Regions from separate parts of the Macaca mulatta genome. Here region 2 is linked to region 1. Evidence: chromatin contacts called from public Hi-C data. All regions are on one chromosome and are shown on one strand. Each heading gives the region's core, a stretch centred on a gene start, on an enhancer-like site or on the middle of the called end of the contact. The rest is flanking DNA. Distances are from core to core; before and after follow the strand shown.

What was found. A called contact is a pair of places that touch in the nucleus more often than the background predicts.
Region 2: a Hi-C map of CD4 T cells shows a contact between it and region 1, with 3 times the contacts expected there. The contact joins the enhancer-like site here to the promoter of SMIM29 in region 1. A contact is called at or near these places in 5 of 14 Hi-C or Micro-C datasets (CD4 T cells, blood, cortical neurons and 2 more).

What each region holds. Positions count from the first base shown.
Region 1 is chr4:148,039,540-148,044,227 of T2T-MMU8v2.0, reverse strand. SMIM29 (small integral membrane protein 29) reads right to left here and starts at 2,473. Exons shown (of 5, transcript XM_015136125.3): 1 at 2,335-2,473; 2 at 653-840; 3 at 438-463; 4 at 20-125. The coding sequence starts at 763. LOC106997914 (a long non-coding RNA gene) reads left to right here and starts at 1,473. Exons shown (of 4, transcript XR_013416501.1): 1 at 1,473-1,634.
Region 2 is chr4:148,094,163-148,098,850 of T2T-MMU8v2.0, reverse strand. No RefSeq gene overlaps it. Among named protein-coding and RNA genes, the nearest start is that of GRM4, 40 kb to the left of the region's middle. Within about 2 kb of position 2,315, at least 11 of the 40 cell types and tissues checked have an H3K27ac peak or open chromatin away from gene starts, as enhancers often do. A contact at or near this core is called in CD4 T cells, where this site is marked.

The DNA of each region.
Region 1 (4,688 bases), core at 1,224-3,723:
CTGGCGCCCAAGTGCTCACCTTGGGGTCTCCCATGTCAGAGAGCAGCTCCTGCTCAGCCTCATGCAGTTCCTCGGCTGGGTCATAGCTGTACATGGGGAGCAGGTGATGGCGCAGTCGGTCCACCCTGGGGAGCAGGGGAGGGGACTCAGCCTAGGAGGCCCCCCAACCCTCATCAAACACCTGGCTGCCCCATCTCGCCTCCCTCTCCCAGGCAGGGGCACTTCCAGTGGGTGCCTTTTGGGACACACTATAGTTCCAAGAATACAACCCTGATTCTACAAAGGGACTTTCCCCAGTGAGTAACCTCAGGCTGGGGCAAGGAAAACAAAATTCAGGCTTGTATCAGGATGGCTTCTTACAGAAAACTCAGAGCCTATGAGCAGGAATTTCAGAATGGGTGTGGGGATAGGGCAGGTGGGGAGACAGGGACACTCACCGCTTTTTCTTCTGTACATACATCACCTGCAACAGAGACACAGCACTGTGGGGGCTGCTGAGCCCGGGGAAGGCCCACAAGCAGAGAGAGGCCCACCTCTACACCCTTCACTCCCTCAACAGGACAGTGGGGACTCTGTGCAGACTGGACCAGGCCCACCCAGCCCCTGCCTTAGCAAAGCTGTGGGTGTCTGTGTGTATATGAGGGCTCCTTACCACAGCCACCACCACCCCGACCAGGGTGATGAGGAAGAAGGGCCCCAACACATAGCCCACCATGGAGTCGCTGTTGGCCTGGGGGGCATTGGGCACAGTGGTGTTACTCATGACATCAGCAGCCGGAGGGCTGGGTGGTTGGTCAGCATGGGCAGTGGCACTTCGGGAGGGCGCCTCCACTGGGCTCCCTGGGGAGGAGGAAGGGAGGTTATCAGTTGCACCCAGGTGACATCCAGACTCTGGATCCCTCCCCCAGAGCTGGAGATCTATGAAAACTGGTCCCAGGTCAAATCCTGGGAGGAGGGATCCTCCAGGTAGATGTACCGGGTATAACCCTCCAGTGAGTCTTGGCAAATCCTGGCAGGAAAGGGGATCAAGGGAAGGCCTGGATCCAGGGCTGAGTCCTGCCCAACTCCTATCCCTATATCAGGGCGGGGCCCAGCTAGAGACATTTACAAGTCTCAACTTCTGGGGAAAGAAGTGCAGGTTTCCAGTGCCTGCCCCAGCCCTTTTGGGGCATTGGGCTGCCAGTACCTGTCCAGTGGAGCAAAATGGATAAATGAGGTCTAAAGGAGGGACCTGCACTGCAGCCAGGGGTGAGGTGGGAGCATCTGAAGGAGTTCCGCTTCCATTCTGGTCCAGTCCCACTTAAAGCGATGGGCTCCATGCCTGAGTTCTATGCCCTTGTCCCTGGTGTCACCTCAGACATACAGCCCGAACACCCTCTGCCCCATCGGTTTCGTGTGCCAGGGTGGACACGAGTGGGTAAAGCTGGATTGTATCTTCAAGATGATGTCACCTTCCTCTTGTCTCCACCCAGGGCTCCGCCCAGGTCCCTCCCCTCCTGGCCTGGGCTGACAGGCAGAGGTGGAGAGGGTCAGTCCCCATCGACAGAAGCAAAGAGATCGTCCTGGGGCGGTTTGCACGCTGATGGCCCAAGGTCCGCGACCCAGGTTCGCTTGAGTCTCTATCAGAGGGCAAGGTATGAACGACCTACCCCCGTGTCCGTAGGGCACGGGGCATCGAGCTTGCCCTTACCCAGTCGTATGCTCATCGTCCCAGGCCAAGGGGGCATGCCAGGGTGGGGAGGGCGTCAGGCCGCTGCTAGGATGCGGGCCAGCAACAGTGGACAGGAGGTGGTTCCCACGGCGCTGGGAGGCTCAGGCCGGAGGTGGGGGGTGTTGGGGGACGCGGATGAGCCGCCCCGCGCCCGAACATCCTGGAAGCCTGGCACCCCGAGGCGTGGACCCGTGCCGGCGCTCTGCAGCCCAGCCGGCCTGGCCATGCCTTACCTCCCGCCGCTGCAGCCCCGACAGGAACGCCCTCGGTTGGCTCCCCGGCCCCGGAAAAGCCGTCAGGCGCGTGATCAAAGGACCCGGGGAAATGGGCCGGGCCTTAGCGCCCGGGCGCAGCCAATCCGGTAGCGGAAAGCGGGTGGCCTGGAGATTTCTGGAGCCGCCAATCCGGAGGCGGGGGTGGGCGGTGCGAAGGCGGGGACAGCGGGGCTTGCAGGGTCCGCCCCGCGGCGGCAGAGGGCAGCCGAGGGCTACGCAGCGGGGGAGGAGCGGGCGGCTCGGGGCAGGATTGGGCAGGGCGGGGCGCGCGCAGTTTTCCGGAGGCCCCTGGCCCTCCCGCGTCAGGAGCTCGGATTCTGGGAGATCCCGGGCGACCACCTCACTCACCCGTCTCGTTGCAGCCAGAGTAGGGTCGCGCCGCACTCTAACGTTGAGCCCAGGCCCTTCGCGGCAGGACCCTGCTCCGGGCCCTCTCGGCCTCCTTCTGTGTTTGTTCCCTGGCCTTCGGGCTGTGCTCGACTGGTAGAGTGCGGCAGGACTGGGCTACCGGGGGCCCTGGCACGCCCACCCTCTCTGCGCCTTTTTTTTTTTTTTTTTTTTTTTTTGAGATGGAGTCTGGCTCTGTCGCCCAGGCTGGAGTGCAGTGGCACGATCTTGGTTCACTGCACCCTCCGTTTCCTGGGCTCAAGTGATTTTCCTGCCTCAGCTCTCCAGTAGCTGGGATTATAGCGCACCACCACGCCCGGCTAATTTTTTTGTATTTTTAGTCGAGACAGAGTTTCACCGTGTTAGCCAGGCCGGTCTCGAACTTGTGACCTCAAGTGATCTGCCTGCCTCAACCCCCCAAAGTGCTGGGATTTCAGACGTGAGCAGCCGTGCCCGGCCTATTGTGAGGATTAAATGATGACATGAGCAGGGAGCTTACCACATAATATCCCCTGAAATGTTAAGTTACTCCTGTTCACCTGTTTTCGGTTTTAGGGAACACACGAAGCGGCGGGGTGAGGTTCCCCTGGGTCAAAGGCAACTTGCTAAGTTGGTAAACTTGGGTCAAAGCTTTTGTGGTCTTATCATTAAAATGGCACACATTTACTGGGAAAATCTGACTAAGGCCAGTGGAATTTACCAGTGTCAATATTCTGGTTGTGATTATTACAGTTTTGTAAAACGTTATCATTCTGGGATTTTTTTTTTTTTTTTTTTTTTTTTTTTTTTTTGAGACAGAGTCTTGTTCTGTCACCCAGGCTGGAGTGGGAGTAGCTGGAACTAGGGGCGCCTGCCACCAGGCCCGGCTAATTTTTTTGCATTTTTAGTAGAGACAGGTTTCACTGTGTTAGCCAGGATGGTCTCGATGTCCTGACCTCGTGATCTGCCCACCTCGGCCTGCCAAAGTGCTGGGATTACAGGCATTGGGGGAATTTAAGCAAAGTGTACACAATCTCTCTGTATTATTATTATTATTATTATTATTATTCTTTGGAGATGGAGTCTTGCTCTGTCAAGCAGGCTGGAGTGCAGTGGCACGATCCTGGCTCACTGCAATCTCCGCCTCCCAGGTTCAAGTGATACTCCTGCCTCAGCCTCCCAAGTAGCTGGGACTACAGGCGCCTGCCACCATGCCCGGCTAATTTTTGTATTTTCAGTAGAGACGGGGTTTCACCATGTTGGCCAGGCTAGTTTCGAACACCTGACCTCAGGTGATTCGCCCACCTCGGCCTCCCAAAGTGCTGCGATTACAGGCGTGAGCCACTGCACCCGGCCTCTCTGTATGATTTTTTTTTCTTTTTTTTCTTTTTTTGTTTTTTTGAGATGGAGTCTCACGCTGTCACCCAGGCTGGAGTGCAGTGGCGCGATCTCGGTTCACTGCAAGCTCCACCTCCCATGTTCACGCCATTCTGCCTCAGCCTCCTGAGTAGCTGGGACTACAGGCGCCCGCCACCACGCCCGGCTAATTTTGTGTATTTTTAGTAGAGACGGGGTTTCACGGTGTTAGCCAGGATGGTCTCAGTCTCCTGACCTCGTGATCCGCCCGCCTCGGCCCCTCAAAGTGCTGGGATTACAGGCATGATCCACCGCACCCAGCCCTCTCTGTATGATTTCTTACAACTATATATGAATCTACAGTTACGTCAAACGTGTATGTGTGTGTATACATATGCATATATATTTTTTATATATATAGTTTTGTAGCAGACCCTCCTCTACCCCCCCAAAATCACACACGATTGGGAAAACTGACTGGCAGATTATGGAAACCACCCAAGAACATCAAGGTTCTGGCAGCTGAACCAGGCTAAAGCCCTCCTGGATCACCAGGTGGTAATGGGCAAAAGGCATGATCTAGGTCACCCTGTTCTTGCCAGAGGAACCCTTAGGGGCAGATGTGAGGTTCTGGGAGCCCAGGCCCTATTAGCTAGAGGCAGCCAGTGGTGCCAACATGGGTGAATTGCTTCGTCTGGTCCAGCTACAGGTTTCCTCAGGCCCTTCCAGGGAAGGCTGGATGAGGGCAGGTCTGGTGCAGAGGTCAGAGGGCAGATGGGAACTTTGATCCCTTGTCTCCAGACACTACCATCTGACTGTCATGGGGAATCAAGGATGGAGGGAAAGGATTGAAAGAAATGCGTGAGTCTGGAAGCTCCAGTTGGATCTCCTACTGCTCTCAAGCTTTTGAGTCTGGAGAGTAGGGAGACCCCTCACCCTAGGCTTCTGTCAGACAGAGCTGGGCCTGCCACGCCTTGCAA
Region 2 (4,688 bases), core at 1,066-3,565, 55 kb before region 1:
GGGAGGCAGGGGTTGCAGTGAGCCGAGATCGTGTTAACTGCACTCCAGCCTAGGCGACAGAGCAAGACTCCTTACAAAACAAAACAAAAAAAACTTCAGGGAAGGGAGAGAGAAGAGGCCACAAGGGTGGTCTTTAGTTATTTCTGTGACTTTTTGTATTTAAAAAAAAAGAGGTCGGTTGTGGTGGCTCACACCTGTAATCCCAATACTTTGGGAGGCCTAGACGGGAAGATTGCTAGAACCCAGGAGTTCAAGACCAGTCTGAGTAACATGGAGAAACCCTGTCTCTACAAAAAATACAAAAATTAGGCCTGCCTCCGTGGCTCACGCCTGTAATCCCAGCACTTTGGGAGCCTGAGGTGGGCGGATCACCTGAGGTCAGGAGTTCGAGACCAGCCTGACCAACGCGGAGAAACCCTGTCTCTACTAAAAATAGAAGATTACCTGGGCATGGTAGTGCATGCCTGTAATCCCAGCTACTCAGGAGGCTGAGGCAGGAGAATCACTTAAACCCAGGAGGCAGAGGTTGCAGTGAGCTGATATCATGCCTGGGCAACAAGAACAAAACTCAGACTCAACAACAACAAAAAAAAATTAGTTAGGCATGGTGGCACCCCCATGGTCCCAGCTACTCTGGAAGCTGAGGTGGGAGGATCACCTGAGCTGGGGTGAGGTCGAGGCTGCAGTGAACCGTAATCACACCACTGCACTCCAGCCTGGGCAACAGAGTGAGACCCAGTCTCAAAAAAAAAAAAAAAAAAGAAAAAAGATGCCCGGGTGTCGTGGCTCACTCCTGTAATCCCAACACTTTAGGAGGCTGGGGCAGCCAGATTGCTTGAGCCTAGGAGTTTGAGACCAGCCTGGGTAACAGGAGACCTTGTCTCTACAAAAAATACAAAAGTTAGCAAGGTGTGGTGGCATGCACCTGTAGTCTCAGCTACCCAGGAGGGTGAGGTGGGAGGATTGCACTTAAGCCTGGGAGGTCAAGGTTACAGTGAACTGTGATTGCACTACTGTACTCAAACCTGGGCGACACAGTGAGATTGTCTCAAAAAAAAAAAAAAAAAAAAAGGATCTGAAGCAAATAGCCAAAATATTAAAAACTAAATAGTCTTGTTGGAGGGTGTATATGTATTTTTCTTTATGCATCAAATATTTTAAAATTAGTAATTAAAAGCAAAACAAACAGCTAGAGTGCTGGGATACCCTAGTGATGCCTGCCTGGTGCCGACAGGGCAGGGTAGTGACAGTGAGAGGGCACTGTTTTCCATCCCTGCCTGGAATCCCAGGGTCTCTGACCTCCTGCACCCCCTGCCCTGTGTCCCCAGGACTCAGTGCCCCTACCAGGCAACAGGGCTGGCTGGCACCGCCCCAGATCCCTAGAGGTCACCTGCCGTCCAGCCAGAGGACACTGAGAAGCAGAAATCCAGAGGGGCGTGCTCCTACACAGATGCTCCCTGGGCCCCCAGACACAGACCTCGCCCTAGACCTGTAGGGAGCCCCCAGTTTTCAAGACTCATTATCGACCTCACCCACTGACTTCTCCAGAAGGAGCTTTTGTCCCTCTCAGGGTAGCTGAAGGCTGACTGGGACCAGAGGCTGTGTCCAGCGGAGCCTTCATCCGACAGCACTAGCGGTGACGGTCTCATTTGCAGACAGACCGGTGCTTCTACCCAGTTTTTATATTGACCGCTTTTTCATTCATTTATGTGCAAAGTCTTCATGATTGAAGTGTTTAGGTTTATATGTTGGCTGAAGAAGAAAAGAGTGGAGAAGAGAGTGTGACCCACCGGCGTAAGGGGTTTACAACTGAAAGGCTGCGGGACTGAACGGTGGAACCTGAGCCATGGTGTGGACGCCCGGCGGCCTCCTGAGCTCCAGGAGCGTCCTTGGCCCCAATCTGCCTCACTCGGTGTTTCCTTCCCAGCCTTCCCAGCTCGCCGCAGGCCTTAGAAGACCCTCAAAGCCTTGGTTTTCCCTCCCTCGGAAGACAGGAAACGGGGTTGGGAGTTTGTCGCAGTATCGCAGCCCAAGAGCCCAAATTGTCCCAATCCCAGTTCACCTGCGCCCTCCAGCAGCTCTGCTTTTAGAGCAGGCGCGGCGACGCGGGCCACGACCGCGAGGTGGCGCCAGGCAGCCACGCGAGACTCCCAGGGTCAGGCCCACGCGGGCCACCGGCCGCACTACTCTTCCGCTCCCCAAGTCGGCACCCACGGCCCCCCTGCCTCCACGCTGCTGACTGCTGCAGGTCGAATCCCTCCCAACTCCTGCCCGCCCGGGACCCCAGTTTACAGGGGAGCCGGCTGCCTGGCATCCCGGTGCTGCCGCAGGGGCGTCCTCGTGGAAGGAGCCTGGGGACCGCTACGCCCCATCAGGTGCGCCGCACGCCCTCCGTGCCCGGCCCGTCGGAGTGCACCTTGCTCCTCCTGCATTGTGAAAGGGAGTGGGGAGAACGGAACATGGACCCAAAGACACTGGCACTGGGAGAGCTCCGCCTGGGGCCGATGCCTTAGGCAGTACAGTACTGGCCATCTTGATTGGGGTGCTCCTGTGGCTTGCCGTTCTGTGTGTGGAGAAACCAAAACCTGAGGGATTCTCTGCCCTGCCCAGGCTGCACAGCTCACCAGTGGTGGGGCTGGCATTGGAGCTCCCGGTCCACACCTGGGCTCCTCAACCCCATGGAAAGGCAGAGGTGCTGACCAGGAATCACCCCAGGTACCTGGCACGTGCCTGACCGGAAGCCCAGGTTCCGCCTGCCTGAGCAAGCCAGGTCCCCAGGACAGGCCCACCCCAGTACTGGAGTCCTCCCCATCAACCCCCACACACACCCTCCTCACACTCTCCCCCCCACCCACCTCCCTGACGCTCCCTGTCCTGGGAAGAGGAATCATAGAAAGCACAGGGGTTTTGGAGCCCCAGAGATCTGGAGATCTGGACTAAAACGGGTTCTATCACTACTGGTTGTGTGATCTTGGACATGTCATTCAACTTTCCTTATGCTCCCCCTGGAGAAGTGAAACCATACGCGTGATATAAAATACCTGGTGTGTGTGGACGCTCAATAGACTATGATTATTCCAGGAGTAGTGATTAACTCCTATTTTGTGCCAGGCCCTCTGCTGGGGTTCAGGGAACCCCAGAGATGAATGAGATGTGACTGCTGCCCTCCAGGAAGGACTGTTGGCCAAGATAAGGTTATTTTCCAGAGATAAAGCGATCCAAGAGAGGGAGACATGGGTTTGCCTGAGGGGAACCAAGAAGGGGTGTTGACCTTGAATGTGCTGCAGCTGACGGTCACTGTCACTGCCTTTATGGAGCGCATACTCTGTGCCAGGTTCTTCACCTACATTCATTCAACAAATAGGTATTGAGGCCCTTTTGAGTGCCAGGTACTCTGCTGGGAGCTGGGCATAGCCATACACAACGGGGACCACCCACTTGGAGTCGAGCAGACAGCCTAGTGGGGAACAGATCTCAAAGAATTCATGACATCCTCCCTAAAAATAAAGAACAGAGGGGGAAAAATGAAAAAAAAAAAAAAGAAGTTATGACACAAACACAGTCTGAACTCATAATTGAGGCAAGTGCCTCGACGGGAAACGTCGGGAGTCAGAACCTCAGAGAGCGCACCAGGGGCAGGTGGCTGCGCGTCTGCACTGATGCCAGCAGTAAGGGGAGTGACGGTAACACATTTTCAAACAATAAGAACAAGCTAAAAGCCACCCTGCTCTTCAGGATCACTACACCCAAGCGACTCTAAACAACGTTCTCACCCGCAAATTATTTTGGTGGTTTAAAACCTCAACAATTGCTTCCCTTACTGTTGACCTTTAATAACCTATATGTAAGTTTCAAATTAACACATTTTTGTTACTTATTATTTAATAAACATTGATTTTACCTGAAAGTTAATTGAGAGAATTCTCTATTATTTTAGCCAATCCCCAGCACAGGAGGACCCAGCTGCCCCTGTCCATATGGATTCAGAATTATTTACACTCACTGCAGAGAAAAGTTGCTTCTAGAATCCCTGTTGTACTATATTGTTCTGCGTTTAAACACTGGATTTGGAATAAACATTGGTAGCATAATTTTATGCGGTCACCTGGGAGTTTTATTTGTTTAAAGTTTTTCCACTGGGAAGATACTCGAAAGCTTTTAAAATCAATCTCAAAGAAACACAGATATTGACAGTACTGTAATTTCTGGAATTTAGTGTAAAATGAATTTTTTTCTGAATTTCTGCCAAACTTACCCTTATGTTTAAGGCTTTCCCTAACTCTTTGTGTATCTATTGCCTCATGTGAAAAGAAACATTTCCAATTTTTTTTTTTTTTTTTTTTTTGAGATGGAGTCTCACTCTGGCACCCAGACTGGAGTGCAGTGGCTTGACCTCAGCTCGCTGCAACCTCCACCTGCTGGGTTCAAGCAATTCTCCTGCCTCAGCCTCCTGAGTAGCTGGGACTACAGGCACACGCCACTATGCCCAGCTGATTTTTTGTATTTTTAGTAGAGACAGGGTTTCACCATGCTGGCCAGGCTTATCTCCTGACCTCATGATCCTCCAACCTCAGCCTCCCAAAGTGCTGGGATTACAGGCGTGAGCCACCACGCCCGGCCCCAAATAAAAATTAGTAAGAAGTGTTTTTCGGTCAACTATGATAGAAGATAAACAAATCTTCTATGAC